Regions from separate parts of the Anas platyrhynchos genome. Here region 2 is linked to region 1. Evidence: chromatin contacts called from public Hi-C data. All regions are on one chromosome and are shown on one strand. Each heading gives the region's core, a stretch centred on a gene start, on an enhancer-like site or on the middle of the called end of the contact. The rest is flanking DNA. Distances are from core to core; before and after follow the strand shown. Region 1 holds the start of SLC35F2 (solute carrier family 35 member F2). Region 2 holds the start of ALKBH8 (alkB homolog 8, tRNA methyltransferase).

Region 1 (5,364 bases), core at 1,284-3,783:
AAAAAATTTCAGAGTAAACTAAATCCTATTGGTTTCCTTTTGCAAGACAATTTCTCATGGGAAAAACGCTTCAGAGACATGCTTCCCTTCATTCTCGTATTGACATGACTATTGATTACTGTGATTCTTATTAATAATTCACCTTTTCTTAAAATATATTAACTTTGCCATGCCAGAAATTGGTCCTCTCTGCCTTTTTTTTTGTTTGTTTGTTTTTAAATGCATTGGTAAGGACTAAAACACTTGGGACTCTGGTGACGCAAGGTAAGTGGTCTGAAATGGCCTTTTAGTTTTATAGCTTATTTTTTTGGTAGTATTTTTGTTCTGTTGTTGTATTATTTTTTTTATGAGGGTACTTTGTTTTTTTTACTGCTTGATAATTAGCTACTCAGTAATTATTTCTCCTCTCCATTTAAACAGCGTATCTTATCTGACTATACCTGTAAGCAGCTGAGTCCTTGAATTTGCAGAACATATGATGATTTCCCACAGAGGCCAGTGCTGACCAAGCCTATTCAGGGTGCAGCTCTCAACACCATGAGAAAGGTAGAGTGGCTTTCTGTGGCTCTATGTGAAATGCAGAGGAAAAATACCCCAGGATACTAAAATATACTGAGAGTCTGTATCTGAGGAAGTCAAAGAAAATCTGTTAGGCCCACTGTTAACAGTTTTAGTGGCTATTTTAATAAACCCTATGATTTCAATCTAATTTTTTTCCCCAGTTAAAACAAATACTGCTTTCCTTTCAGTAATTAAAATTTATTTATGCCAGAAGTTAAACAGTAATAGGTAACACTTGGCAACACTCCACGTAGACAGCTTACTCACATTTCAACTTTAACTACTACTACTACTACTGACCCCTTCCTGAACAAGAAAAACAAAAAGGAGACAGACTTTCATTTGAACAATCCCACATTGCCATGTGAATTGATATACAAAAATACAGGTTCAGACTGAAGCCATATTCCAATATGATGAGTAGATAATTCAGGAGAGAAAAAGGTTTTTTCCAGAGTTACACTTTTCAGTGTTTTAATACTCTACTTTGAAATCGAGGTCAATTTAATTTGTAAAAGGTAAGGAACTGGAAGAAAAAAAAAAAAACAAAAAACAAAAAACTTTTGCTTCAAGAACCAGAAAGTATACTACCTATGTTTTTTCCCCATGTATTAAAAAAAAAAAAAAAAAAAAAAGTCCAGCTCATTTATTACATACAAGCATCAAACCTCCGTATACTCAGGCTTCTAAGAAATCTCAGGTGGCTGAGCCTCCAACCACCTGGAAAAAAAAATAAAATTAAATTCAGTAACTCAGAGAGGACCTTGCAGAAGTCAGCGAGAGCTACTTATTTTCTTTCAAGTACCAGCAACAGGCTCAGTACAGCCCTTTGGCAACATTTTGGCAAAACCACTAGTACAGGTGAGGTTCCTGAGCTCCTAATTCCAGTCCTATCCTGCCTTTTGAGGAATTCCTGGCATGCAGGAGGAACTGGAAGAGGAAAAGCTTGTAACCAAGAACAGAAAGGCGGGTTTTACCCTCGGGAATGGGTCTGTACCTGACCACACACAGCCCTGTGAGGTTCAGGTGTTAAGTGTGATGCTGGCAGGACAGCAAACGTCCTGCTTGTCAGCTGAGGGTACCTGAGGACTTCACAGAGACTCACCTGCAGCCCTAAAAAGGTTTTTAAACAGAGATCCCCTCCAAATGAAGGCAAAACGTGTGGGCATGGGGTAGTTCTCACAAGCGGTTTATGCTCGCTGAAGGCAGCCCTTGCCCTGCACACGGAGGCATGCGGCACCTGCACAGCCCGGTGGGCTTCTCCCCCCAAATTTTCTGTGCTTTACCAGTGCTGCCAGCGGAGGTGATACACATCTCAGGGGCTCTGTCCCAAGCTGATTCAAGGGATAAGGGGATGGGAGACCTTGGTCTCTGTGGGCTCCACACTCTCAGGTATTTTCTGTTACCTCTCTCCCCCCACCCCCCTTTGCCACAACGCCGCTAAAAAGAGAAAAGCACGGCTAAAGAGCAAAACATCACACTAAAACAGACCTACCAAACCCAACCCAACGACCCCGGAGCAGCCCGGCCCCTCTCCACGCCGGGAGCTGCAGCCCAGCGCTCCCCTCAGCGGGGCTCCGCTCCCCCCCACGATCCCCCCCGAAGCCCCGCAGCCTCCTCCCCGTTCCCGATGGGGCTGAGCAGCTCGGCGAGCAGCTCGGCGAGCAGCCCGGCTCCACGTGGAGGCCGGCAGCTGCCGACTCACCATGTGCACAGCTTGGCCCTGAGCTGCGCCAGCAGCCGGCGCCGAGGAGGAGAAGCAGCAGCGGCGGCCCCTTGGGGCGCCTCAGCCCCGGCCTCGGCTCCGGCCCCCGCAGGCTCCATGGCGCGGCGCTGCCCCGCAGCCCCCTGCCCGCCGTGAGGGAAGGAGCTCGGCAGCGTTGCCTGCCGGCCCTGGCCCAGCTTTCCCTTCGCTAGAGGCCGGGCCCAGCTTTGTGCCCGCCGAGGAGCCGCCCGCCCCCAGGCGGGGCATGGCTCGTCGTGAGGCGGGAGGGTTGTGGGGATTCGTGTGTGTGTGGCAGGAGTGCCCGAGCTCTGCCTTCCTTGGGACCAAGTTACCCCAGAGTCGTAGGTTTGAAGTGATCTCTGCCGCAGCTCCTCCAAGTCTCCAGTTCGCACTGATGAGCTGCATCCAGAAAGATTTAACCCTGCCCTCGTCCTCTTCACCCACAGCTCTCACAGAATCACAGAATTGTCTAGGTTGGAAGAGACCTCAAGATCATCGAGTCCAACCTCTGACCTAACACTAACAAGTCCTCCACTAAACCATATCCCTAAGCTCTACATCTAAACGTCTTTTAAAGACTTCCAGGGATGGTGACTCCACCACTTACCTGGGCAGCCCATTCCAATGCCTCACAACCCTCTCAGTAAAGAAATTCTTCCTAATATCCAACCCAAAACACCCCTGGCACAACTTAAGCCCATTCCCCCTCATCCTGTCACCAGGCACGTGGGAGAACAGACCAACTCCCACCTCGCTACAGCCTCCTTTAAGGTATCTGTAGAGAGCAATAAGGTCGCCCCTGAGCCTCCTCTTCTCCAGGCTGAACAAGCCCAGCTCCCTCAGCCGGTCCTCGTAGGACTTGTTCTCCAGGCCCCTCACCAGTTTCATCGCCCTTCTCTGGACCCTTTCGAGCACCTCGATGTCCTTGTAGCGAGGGGCCCAAAACTGAACACAGTACTCTCAAGTACTCTCAAAGTAAGATTAAAAAATAGAAGAATTATCATCCACTACACATGTTGTCATATCTGATCCCTACAACTGAGGTACTATTATCTTTGCCTTTCATTTTATTTGTCATATATTTGCAATCTGCTGCAGATTCACCAGCGATGGGGAATCATGGGTTTGGTGCTTTTGGTCTCCACCTAAGCTCCACACTAGGAGTTCAACAATCCAGGTAGGCTGCAGCTGCCCCACACCTGGGGGCTGCTCTGGTGTAACAAACTCACTGTCTTTGGAAAATTGTATGGTTTGTGGGTAAGCATGGCCATGAACACAGAGATACTGGGATATCTAGGAGCCAGGAGCTGGACTCAGTGATCTTTGTGGGTCCCTTCCAACTCGGGATATTCTGTGATTCTGCGATGACTTCGTGCTGAGGCACTCCTGCTTCAGGCTCCTGCTCTTTACCACAGTTCTGTGTTCACCTCAGGTGTGACCAGAGCTGCATGGTGCTGGTGAGGCCAGTGACAGAGACATGTCCCATTCAGCCCAGGACTGGCATTATCGCTCCCTTGCGCTGCCTCACAAGCAGAAACTTGTGTGTGAACACAAAGGCTGTGCATCCTCCTTCAGCTGTGACAGCTCCGCTCCTGGAGATCTACCAAAGCAACTGGGCTCACTACAATGTGGTTTACTCTGTCTTTACCAGGGCGAGTGGTTAAGTTTAACCACACTCAGGATGCATTTTGATTTTCAATGGTCCTCTAAAATAGGATACATCTCTTTTGACTTTGAAAATCATGGGTAAAGAACTATTAGCAATGTATTTGCAGAGTTCTTTAAAAAATGAGGTATATTCAAGATTTATGTCAAACTATTTCAAAGTCTCATTGAAAGAACTGAGAATCTAAGTATTTCTCACAGCTGGTTATCTTCTAGAATGGTTAGGGGATACTCCAAAAGTAATGGCGTAGCTACTTTTCAAAAGATAAAAATACAGATGAGAGGATATAAAAGTATTAGCACAGCCATTACAAATGAGACTCAGATGTACCTCGCATATCATTATCTGTTTTCTTGTCCTTTTTGTTAAAGTTTGACTTCAGTGTGTTGGATCAAGCTGTTAATGCTGCTAAGACAAACTTAAGTTTCAGCAGGTGATAAAAGTAGGTGGGGGGAGGAGTCTCTCCTGGCTTCTTCCTAACAAAATCTGCTCCACGGCTGGAGTCAATCTGTTCTCTCTCACTGTGCTATTTGTGTATTATTTTCAATAATAGCAGGTAAAAACAAATAACATAATTTTTAAGTTGACAGGATCTGATTTAAATTCCAAGGAACTTAAAGCAAAGTGCCATTGTACACCCTGACACTTTACCATATATTGCTATTTTCTGGTTTTACTTTATCTACGGCAAGAAACACAAAATATACAAAATATTGTAGATGAACTTAAAATCTGAAACTGCTGCTGTGGTTCCTAATAAAATTATGAACAAGCAAAATTGTGAGTTTTTTTATCAAAAGCATTTATACCACTAGAGGTCCTTCATGGTCAGATTATGATTTCTTACACATTTTTTTCTCCACTTCTTTATGCATACTACATATGAGGATTACTGTCTATAAAGAAATTTATTTTGTTCATTATAATATAATCTTAGAAAAATGGTGATTTTTCTTGCTGAATTGTTTTACAGGAAGAAAAACAAAAGAGTATATGGATTTTTTATAGAGAATATTTTATATAGAATATTTAATGGAAACTCCTTTTTTATGAAGTAAAATGTAATTTTATTTTGTAGCTCAACAACTGCACATTTAACATTTCCAATTTTTCATCAACTTACACTCTGCTTCTCCAACAAAACCTCTCTTCTGTTAGAAAAAAATAAATAAAAAGAAGCGAAGGTCAAACTACTGAGACAATTCAGAATAAACAATTCAAACAATAGAAAAATATATAAGGTAAATTTTGTCTGCCTTATTTTCGTGGCTTTCTTCATATTTTTCCAAGTTAGAAGACGGTTGATAATGTTTGAAAACTGAAAGAACTGTGCAACCTTGGGAACTTGGGTAGTAGGACTGAGATTAGATGTATCTTTGCAAAACACAATACCGCTTATCTGGAAACCAGT
Region 2 (5,364 bases), core at 1,144-3,643, 130 kb before region 1:
TAACATGCAACATACAAATAATGTATGAAAATCTTCCTAGTGATAAACTGTAACAGGGAACAGTTTCTGAAAAAGGAGACTACTGAAATCATTATTTCTTATGACTTCAGAAACATAAAGAGTAGAGGCTGAAAATCTCAATTGGTTATATATATATACCAATCCTTCTGTAAGATTAGTTTTCATTTTGAATTTGTTAGCAAACACTCTTACCAGGATTCATCCAATTTGCAGGCTTGTTCAGCAAGCTCATCCATGAACAGGATGCCCAATTGACATATTTGGTCCAAATGGCTTGGCCTGCTAGCCTTCCTTGCCACACTTGGGTGAAAGGAGGCCAGTAACTTCACTGACTGACTATCTGCAGGTTCTCATCTTCTCAACAGTGGGGATAAGCAGCCTCAAGTTACTTTAAAAGAAAGTATAATAGGGACATCTTTGATTTGATGGGATAGGGTGACAGAAACAGTAACAACGTGGGGTGGTTTACTTTGTGGAACCATGCGAATCTGGTCGAGAAGGAAAAGCATGTAGCTACTTTGCCCAGACCACACAGATTGCTATTGGGAAGCCTCTACAAAAGAGACCCAGATGGAAAAAAAGGATGTGGAATTGAACAGATCAAGCCTCTTACAAAGTATCTACACTTCCATACACTGTGTGACTCCATCCAATCCCAGGGGAAAGCAACTCTGAGTTTAGTCAGGCCTCAGACAAAAGGTCCTTACAAATTCCCACATCCTCCAAGCAAAAGCCAAGAAGTCATGGCCCAATACTTGGCAAACTAGCACAGAAACCGTAGCTGAAAGACTACTTGATATCCTTTCACTATCTCTGAACTAAGCAATACAAGGGCCAAGCAAGGTACAACTCAGAAGCCTAAACTAAAATATTTAGAGCTGGTGGAGAAGCCCCAACCCATGCTGCCTGGCCTTGCAGCTGCTGCTCAAAAAGCTGCAGACTTTCCCCAAATGCTGTGTAATGCTTGTCAACAACACCCAGATGTCTCCAACCCCTAAAGACATCTCAGACAGCACCACCTGCCTTCGCTGGGACAGCACAACCCTCTCTCCATCTGTGTCTGAACTGAGCCTGAATTCTCTGCCTTGTCAGTTACATTAAGTCAGTTCTGCAGCCTCAAAACCCCACAGTCTGACATAATTCCAGAGTTAAGGAACCACGCTCAGTTGTATGTAATTGTAAGCAACTATATACCTGTATTTGGTGGCATCTCAGACCCACTTTACAAAGCCCAACATGACTACAGGGGTAGAAAAACAAAAAAGCATGGAGCAAATACACTGAAACAACCTCCCCCGCAATCCCAGCTCAGGTTACAGCATCAGTAACCGGTCTGACATTACAACTGGGGTTAATTTAAAGTTTAGCAGCCACCCGGGGGCCGCTGCTGTGTGCGGAGCTGAGCGGCTGCTGCCAGCGGGGGGAGCGCTGCGCCCACTTATCAAGCTTATCGTCTGGATTGGGGTCGGGTTTGTTCCCCGGAAACCGAAACACAAACGTAGGCAGACACTGCATATATAGAGACATCAAAACTCGTGGGAGAAATGAAATTCAAGAATTCTCATGGGGAAACCTGGATGTTCCAGCATCGCCTCAAAACACCTGAAAGCGCCAGCGGATCCCCGTCGCTATCCCCACCGCTTTTTCACCACTGAAAGCCAGCACCTAAACCTTCCACCCATTTCCCTCAAATTTACAGGCTCTGGGGACGCGTGAAAAATAGTAAAATAGTAGCTATTTTTAAAAATAGTAAAAGTAATGACAACAAGGATCTGCGCACGCTTTTCCACCCCCTTTCCGCTGGGGAGCTGCCCCCCTCTCCCCCAGCCGGCGCCGCGCGGTACCTGGCTGGCGGCCGCCATCTTGGGGCAGGCAGCCCCGCCGCTCCGCCCGCCGACATGGCGGCGCCCCGCCCTGAGCCCGCCCAGCGGGACGGGTCCCTGCTGGCCGGCGAAGGCTGAGGGAACCCTTTCCTGAGCAAAAATACTGCTGGGTGAAAAAAAGACACCCGTAAACGGCGGTGCTCGGGGCTCTCTGATGGGTTTTCCCGAGCGCTGGCATGGGCTAGGGCTGTGTCACGGTGCTCGGGGACCGGGAGGCTGGGCGGTGTGCGGAGGGAGGGGAGTGGCCGCCGCCCTCCCCTTCTGTCTCCTGTCAAAGATTCACGGTTGTTTTTCCTCACTGAAGTGCACAAGATCGTCGTCATCCTCCTTCCAGTGTATAAATACTTTCCAGTGTGTGAATTCTTACTCTGAGGCGGCAGGAGAAGCACAGCAACATTTGAACCCACATCCCCAGTGGAGCAGCAGCATTCGGCCTCGTGCTGGACTGTTTCACAAAACAAAGTGTTACACACAAAAAACAGACCAGACCCATCCAGTATACCCTACCTACAGCTGGGACCCCAAAACCTGGCACAGAGCTATCACCCAGAACTGTAATGTTGTCAGTGCCCACAGAGGACACCGCTGCAGACAGCGCTGATCAAATGACCTTTAGCAAGCTCTGTGCTAGAGGCAGAGGAAGGCAAAAACACCCCAATAAAGCTAAGGCCACATGAAGACTAAGCCAATGTTTGTATTTCCCCACATTGCTTCTCTGTTCATGAGTAAACCCACTAAGCCTGCTCAGTAAAACTGCACTGCTGAGCAACCTGCGCCTTGCTGAAGGAAGTATCTGCACAGCTCACTGTGCCTTAAAATCATCCCCTGAGTCAGAGAGAAAACACCTAAATTTTCTGTTCCCTTCATTTTTCTCTGCCATCATAAACTAATCTAGCCTCATGCTACACCACCACCACCATATGACCTCTTTCCCCTTTTTTCTCCAAAACACTGAAGTTCGGCATTACCTACTTTTTTTCTATTAGCACACTATTCTCACTATAGCTTATTATCTAAAAACTGCATTTTTTTTTCTCTATTTAACTACCAGGCTGGTTTCTTTTCTCTCTCTTAACCTCCTCTGTGGGTATTTAACCTTTTTCAAGATCAATTTGATGTGGGATTCCCAGGTGGGTGGTATGCAAGGCAGCCAATGAGCCTTGTAGACCTGCAGTCAGAAGCCAGCTCCATGACTTTGTCCCAGATCTATACTCAGAGTCTCCCCATATAGTTCGGTAGGGCTGTGCTTACCCAGGGAAAAAGGTATATTTTGCTTGGGGTATATACCATGACCTGTGCTGCAGACAAAGCTATCCCATAGTACAAGCACACCGAGGATATGAAGTTGATTGGGCACATCTGCTAGCCCGTGAAGACAGTATTTGGTCAGAAAGGGCACCACACTTCTTTCCTTCCACCACAGTCCGTGGCCCTACATCACTCTCCATCTTTGACCCACACAGGCCACGTGTACCCTCACGAGATATTGTGATAGCAAAAATCTTATGCTTAAGTTTTCTCACACATACAGCATGGATATGAAATGTCTACCTAATGAGAGTATGGTGGGGAGCTTGTTAACCCTTGCAGACACTAAGTATTAGCAGTGTCTGGTCTTTTTATAAGCCAGAATGAACAGGGGAAAGAACAACCACGCAGTGCCAGCAGCTGCTGTCTCTATAAGGATATTCTGTGAGGCTCTCAGCCCTGGAAACCATGCAACCCAAAAACTACTGAAAGGATGATTTTAATGAATTCAGTTTGTACTTCATTACCATTTGTTCTGACAAGTGGAAAATACCTGCCCAAAGGTTGTTTCTCTCAAGTGCCCACATTCCAATTCAAAGCCCTGACTGTGTGGGCTCTCAGTTCTTGTACTTGGCGGTCTATGTGTGTTTTATCCCACTGGGACTCACTGCTGGTAGGTAAGAAATAGAACATAGGCTTAGTGGGATGTTACATTTCAGAGCACAAACCAAGAGGTTCTGGCAGCTGCCTAATCCTATGTTCTCCAGCCATCGTTTGGGTTTATTCGGCTTTATTCTCTTCAGAATTGCTTTCTGGGGAAGAAGAGACATATTGTGTACTTTTTTTTTTCTTGAAATATCCCCTTATGATTAAGAGTAGTGAAGAATTCAGCATGCATATTGGAATAATCTTTCAGTTTTTCCATTGTAAATGTATCAATTTGCATATCAATATAACTTCTATAAACAGCATTTGCACATAAGAAAATTCCACCAATTAAAAGTAATACAGTTAAGAAATGGCCATGTGTTTTTTTGTTGTTGTTGTTGTTTTGCTTGTTTGTTTTTTTCTTAATATAGGCTTATTTTGGTCAAATCAGAACCACCATTTCCTTTACAATTTAAGCCCTGAAAGGCTGTGCAGTCCCTTCTAATGCCAGTTAACATGGGCACAGATTCCTCCCACAGATAACACCGTGCTTATTGACCACAAGTAAAAATACATCTCCATATGGTTAACAATATCATCACTGACTAACCCACAAAATAGCTTACAGAAGAAGGGATTCAAACACATTTGCATTTCATGTTAATATAATCACTGATAAAAAGCACTTTGGGAGAAATCTAATTTTTTCTTAAAAAAAAAAATCCATTTTTAGAATAATATTTTGCTTTGAAAATTCACTACATATTCTAGTTTGGAATTAATTAACAAATTAATTTCATATTTTTCTTAAACAAGAAAAAAATCTCTGTTGGAAAGACTTGGCTTTGTCTCATTTTATTTTTTGTAACTGATAATCAGGAAACATCTTCTGAAGCAGAATGTCATGCTCCCGCTTACTTGTAGGTGAGGAATAAAATGCTTATGACTTATTCCAGGAGCAAATTACAATATTCACTATGCTGTTAGCTGTTTCACCTTTGACATATTTGCCTATTCTCTCTAATTCCCCATCCACTTCATGTGATAGTAAGCAAACAGGTAAGAACACTTCTGTTTCCTTCAACAAAACACAGGTTATATAGACAATCTCACTCCCTTTGATACTGCTGCAATCCAAGCCATGCTTTAGCCTAATGTGATCACACTGGATTTCCGTCATTTTCAAAGCCAATTAAAAGAATATCACAGGAAGGTAGCAGGATTTGTTGTATCAAATCTCTTGATTTAAGAAGCTGCAGTTTAAGAATCATGACAAATAGGATATGTTCCAGAATAACATTTTGTTACAGAAATAAGAAACCTCTTAGCTCAAAATCACCCGAGAGTGGGTACTGTATGGTACTGTAAAGGAGTACCATAGTAAGTGATGAGACACAGATGGATTGTTTTAGGATAGCATTCATGTAATAGTGAGGGACTTTGACAAATGTCTGTTGACCTAAATTCAAAATGTGCTACTGCTGCCGCTTACAATAGTAAAATTCTCCATAACAAACCTCTGCAATGCCAAAGGCTTATATTTTTCAGGAAGATAGCAAGGCTG

Evidence for each region. Hi-C and Micro-C count contacts between places; a contact is called where the count stands out from the background.
Region 2: a contact with region 1 is called in a Hi-C map of skeletal muscle, with 3 times the contacts expected there. The contact joins the promoter of ALKBH8 here to the promoter of SLC35F2 in region 1. A contact is called at or near these places in 3 of 8 Hi-C or Micro-C datasets (liver and skeletal muscle).

What each region holds. Positions count from the first base shown.
Region 1 is chr1:190,304,307-190,309,670 of IASCAAS_PekinDuck_T2T, reverse strand. It overlaps SLC35F2 (solute carrier family 35 member F2), which reads right to left and starts at 2,533. Exons shown (of 8, transcript XM_038175734.2): 1 at 2,267-2,533. The coding sequence starts at 2,385.
Region 2 is chr1:190,437,022-190,442,385 of IASCAAS_PekinDuck_T2T, reverse strand. It overlaps ALKBH8 (alkB homolog 8, tRNA methyltransferase), which reads right to left and starts at 2,393. Exons shown (of 12, transcript XM_027468357.3): 1 at 1,866-2,393. The coding sequence starts at 1,883. It overlaps LOC106019082 (a long non-coding RNA gene), which reads right to left. Exons shown (of 3, transcript XR_011806515.1): 3 at 4,654-5,364.